Linked DNA regions of Lactuca sativa: region 1 is linked to region 2. Evidence: chromatin contacts called from public Hi-C data. All regions are on one chromosome and are shown on one strand. The core of a region is the stretch at or near the end of the contact, and the rest is flanking DNA. Distances in the headings are between cores, read along the strand shown. Region 1 holds the start of LOC111888894 (membrane-anchored ubiquitin-fold protein 4). Region 2 holds the start of LOC111888909.

Region 1 (2,700 bases), core at 161-2,660, 130 kb after region 2:
ACACGCGCAGACGTTTGTCTTTGGAGCCTCATCCATCTTTTTTTCTGTTCAGAATCATAAAAACCTATTCATTTCAGAAAATACACTCTACTTATTTGTTAACATATTGATGAGGAAAGAGGAGTTACCTGTTTTTGCTTTGGTTAAAGACATCTGTACAACAGCATGCATTGTAATTACCCCTTTTGGAAGCTCCCCAAAAGGTGTTCTGCACTGCCCAACAGTTTTGTTGTTTTCCAAAATTTTCCCCGCATTTATTAATTTTATGTCATTTGCTGATTTGGGTCCGCCTTTCTTATCTGGACGCATTCAACAAACATAATCTTCAGAAAGATATGACTTAACATAACCTAATCATTAATACGTCCAAAAAAGATGCAATTTATCATCCACCATTCATTTTGATTTAACGTATTTCTCATAGGCCAAGAGTATAACATATGGAGAAAAGGTTGAAGGAGATCTGAAATGCCCAAAAAGGCAAAAACTAAAGAGTTTTCCCTTTGCCCTTTGGCTAATCTTTAACCAGCTATGTCACTGGGATATAAGCTCAAGCTCTCTACGATTTCGTTTATCTGGTGGGAAATTGCAAAAACCACAAACTCAAAACTCCATCACAGTTGGATTACAGTACTCTATGTTTCATCTTTCTTTTCTTTGTGTGGATCATACATCTTTCATCTTTTCCTTAAACCAGAGATCATTTAGCTTAAAACATAAAGACTGAAGAACAGCTATTTACATGAATTTATAAAGGCAATTCAGTCGTCATGGAGTCACACTAACTAATCTACAAAATACATGAATCTCAAAATCGAAAGGCGTAATCTATAGAGCAGTAAAAATATCAGAAAAAAAAAAAGCATGTACAGACAAAAGAGACCGAAATCTGCCTAACCTTTGGGCCATTCGGCAACAATTCTCTCCTTGAGCATGGCAACTGTGGAAGCCGGAGAGTATCGAAATGGACCAATATCCGATCCATCAAGCAACCGAAACTTGAGCTCTAAAACATCTTCCTCCGGCATTTGGAACAGCCTACGATATCACACCTTATATGAAGCCCTAGGATCACACCTTTTCCACAAATCACTAATATATGTTATCAAAAACCTGCACAAAGTCATACCACAACAATTATTAATATCAACAACCAGGAATCAAAAGAAGATGATGAAAACTAAAGCCGTGGATCATTGGTTTAAAATCACCTTTGAATTGTAGTGAAAGAATCGATCAGCAGCTGTATGTGAACTGTGAATTGCCGGAGATGAGTAAATGGTATGAAGTATGGACGATGAAGGGAGGTGGAAATTGAAGAAGATGAGGAACCCTAGACCCGATCTCGAGGCGCACTGTTAATGAATGCGAAACCCCATTTCTTTTCCTTTCAACTTTCGCTGTGCTTTTTATTGTACTGGTCTGGTCAGCAAGTCAGTTTGAATACGGTGATTTGTTTTTTATAAAACCAAATTTAACATCATCTACCCACTTTCTTTTAATTTTATTAATAACTATTTATATTTATTACGACACTATTATTAATAATTAAAAAAGTATATCTTATTTTTGGTTTAAGCATTGAATTATTAGTTTAACTACAAATTTTAATATGAACAAATGATTATTTCGAATTTGTTTCTTTCTTAACATTATCTTTAAAAGGCTTTCATTCTTATTTCATATGTTTATACAAAAGTATTTATTGATTTTTATATAATTAGAATATGCCAAATATTTAAATTATAAACTCATACAACCTATGTTTTTTCTTTTCTGTAAAATCATTTTACTACATTTGATTATTTAATTAATTATAAATATTTATATACATAATAATTTACAAAATGTATATAAAAGAAATGAGCGGTGGGAAAGTGAGATTTCGGTGGCGTGGCGTATTTTTGTACCAAAAGGGCGTGGTTTGAAAAGGTATTATTAGTATTAATAAGTATTTTTGTACCAAAATACAAAACATGGTAAAAGCCTAAAAGGGGATTTCATTTGGAGTCTGGACCCACATTCTTTTATGAAAAAAAAAATAAACCCACTTTTTATCGCATGTGACGATCTTAAGTGGTTTGCTTATCATAAATTTTACATTTTTCTTGTCTGAAATTAGTATTTTACATTTTGCTCGCCTTAAATTAGTGGTTTGCTTGCCGGAATCTATTATAAATTTAAAGCATATGCAAATAACAAATCTACATGAACAATTTTCTTGGCCGGAAATTTCCATTTGAGAAACTTGTTCTTACGCCAATCTTCTCTAGGGCTAAGGTTGAATGATCCTAAGTCGGGCGAGTCGAATATGGCTAACAGGATTCTGGAGGTGGTAAATATTATGTGATTTTTTTGAATTTATAAAATAGTAATTGTAGTGTGTAATAATTTTTTTCTTATGGTATTTATAGTATTTGGAACTTTTTCTATTTTATTGTCTCAGAAAGTAGACCACTTTTATTGATCGACAATTTTGATCTGACTCGACTCGATCATTTTAACGCATCTGGTTGTATCGTTAATTACTTTGTCCCCAATGGAGAGCAATTATGGATCAATCACACCATCAAATGTGACTCTTGTCACCCTTTTAATTGGTATTGATATCATAACCTGTGGAAATAACGGAAGACAAGAAATCTATTTATATAATAATATATAGAATTATTTAATTATACAATTGTCAAAAAAAGATAT
Region 2 (2,700 bases), core at 34-2,533:
TTCATGTAAGCCCACAAAGACGTACATCGTTTATTCATAGAACACTTTAACCATAGATTAATCCCAATACTTATAACAAGAATGTCACAAATCTCACATGTAAGCACGCATACGTGGCCTTACAACTGACTGTGCACCATCAACGTATATCGTTGTCCCAGTCATGTAGCGTGAGTCATCACTTACCAGGTAGATCACGGTTGATGCCAGGTCATTCTTCGGGTCTAGCCACCTGTTCAATGGGTTTGCATCCTTCACCAGTTTTTCTGCCCTGTCTTTTCCCACTGATACTGGAAACTCATCATCTAAATGCAATCCACGAGCAATTGCATTAACCCTAATCTGGTGCTTCCCGACCTCCATAGCTGATGTCTGATCACACCGAAACAAATCAAAGTTGCTATTAGGATTTTAGCACATAATTTTACTTCTTTATATCATTTATGAAACGGATTGAAAGGGAAACAAAGATCAAAGTTACTTACTCTGACTAACTGATGAATTCCACCCAAACAAGCACCATATGCAGCTGCACCTGGATATATTCCTCTCTCACCACCAATTATCGAGGTCATGAATACGATCGATCCTCCTGATTTGTTATCCCTCATTCTTTTCGCAACAGCTTTCATCAGATACCAAGGGGCCATGAAGTTTACTCTAACAGTCTTTTTGAACTCAGCTTCAGACAATTGAAGTGGATCTTGCATCTTTCCTGTTTTTACCAGAAACCGAGTGATTTAATAATCTCGATTGTAATCATCATGCCATGAATCAATTTGCTACATAGAGCGCTGAAACGAGATATGGAAATTTGGCAGTTGATTTACCTTCATAAGTATAGCAATTAACAAGAGCATCCACTTTCCCCAAAATAGTCCAGGTTTTCTCCACGGCTTCATCAAATACCGATTCTCTCTCCGATTCCATATCTAATCCAACGATTTCAATTGTAACTTCCTTCAGATCGTTGGTGATCCAATCCGAAACCCCCTTGAGGACCTTTTCGTCTCCCACTAACACCAACCTAAACAAAGAAATAAATACATCTGAATTAGTTCAATTCAGATTTCAGAGGTGAAATCCATCACACGTATCGAAATTTTAGGCGCAAACATACCTGCATCCGCGTTTTGCTAAATGATAAGCGATGTTTCGTGAAACCGCATCACCGTTGACGGTGAGTAAAACCTTCTTTGCAGCCATTGAAGGATGAAAATGAAGCCAACGATCAATTAGATCGCAAAGGAAAACGAAGAGGAAGTTTGGAATTAATAGTGTTGACTGAGGTAGGTTCTTAACGAATTGCCGTCAGTTTTGACTCTTGACCCCTCCGTATGGAAAACACGAAGACCAACCAAATTACATTATTACATGATATGGTCCGTAGACTATTGATTAATTTGCAATATCAGTCCTCTCATTTGACATGTTAGCCTTTGCAGCCCCTAAATGAAATTGTCTATGTGTCAACTTCGTCGATCGCTGCTAAAATAAGCAATAGAATCAAGAATCTCATCACATGTTATCAGTGATTAGTGAACAAAAGTGATTTGTTCAACTTGGTGATTTATTTTATTATTTATATTGACTGTTTTTATTTTATGACTTTGATTGTTAGGGTTTGACACCTTTAAATTGGTGAAGGAATTTGTATTAAAATATCAAATTCCTACTTTGGTCAGATAAAACTATTCTGCAAAAACACGAAAGCCCATCAATATTTTTTCGGGCTTAGGGCCACAACTTAGTCTGTGACTATAACTACCAAACGTTTGTCCACACTCGATAAAAGAATTTTAAAAAATAGAGAACACACACGCTGACATTTGCTATAGCCCCTCCTACATGTTCTTAGCATCATTAATTCAATAAGGTGCACGAAAATCACGGATTTTTAACAAGGTTCTAAATGGCGTGAGGTGTGGCGTGGCGGCAAAGCCAAGCCTCAAGCTTAACGAGCCACGACGAGCCACAACGTTTTTCAAGGCGTGATGTAAGGCGACGATTTTGTATTAATTTAAAATTATATTACCACATAAATATAAATTTATATTAAATATAACTACTTTTTAGAAGTGTTAGATCAATAACTAATAACAAAAAGTTAACAAAAATCATAATACTTGTATCTCCGATTTGAAAAGACATAATAAAGAGCAAAAAATTGTGTCTCAAACGAAAAAACACGGGCCATAACACGCCATAACTCGCCATGGCACGCCATATCACGCCTTACCACGCGCCACGCCTAACAGCAACGTTATGAAGTTTTTTGTAACGTCGAAGCCACGCCTCACGCCATAGCGCGCCTTTTAGAACACTGATTTTTAAAGAGTGGGTATCTATTTTTTTTATTGTTAGTTGCATTTTTATGATTTTTTTTATGTTTTATTTTTTTATTTGTTTTTATTAGTTTTGTTTTTTATTATTATTTATATTAGATAGATTTATGTGATTGGTCCATGTCTTTTTTAAAATAGGTTTTAAAATAGATAATAGAGTGAGTTTTGACGTTGATCAGATCCAAACCCGTACAAATTATATTTGTTTGGAGCGTAGTTTTTGATTTGTTTATCTGTTAACAACTTATACCCGCTAATCCTTTTATTAAAATGGTCAGGTATGGATCATCATCGACCCGCTTCATTTATAATCCGCCCTGTATAAATTTTAGAATAATACATTTATATTTTATAC

The links. Hi-C and Micro-C count contacts between places; a contact is called where the count stands out from the background.
Region 1: a Hi-C map of leaf shows a contact between it and region 2, with 5 times the contacts expected there. The contact joins the promoter of LOC111888894 here to the promoter of LOC111888909 in region 2. A contact is called at or near these places in 2 of 4 Hi-C or Micro-C datasets (both in leaf).

What each region holds. Positions count from the first base shown.
Region 1 is chr2:188,317,429-188,320,128 of Lsat_Salinas_v11, forward strand. LOC111888894 (membrane-anchored ubiquitin-fold protein 4) reads right to left here and starts at 1,411. Exons shown (of 4, transcript XM_023885030.3): 1 at 1,212-1,411; 2 at 899-1,113; 3 at 129-299; 4 at 1-44. The coding sequence starts at 1,028.
Region 2 is chr2:188,184,842-188,187,541 of Lsat_Salinas_v11, forward strand. LOC111888909 reads right to left here and starts at 1,284. Exons shown (of 4, transcript XM_023885048.3): 1 at 1,121-1,284; 2 at 831-1,027; 3 at 486-715; 4 at 1-372. The coding sequence starts at 1,206. The coding sequence ends at 94.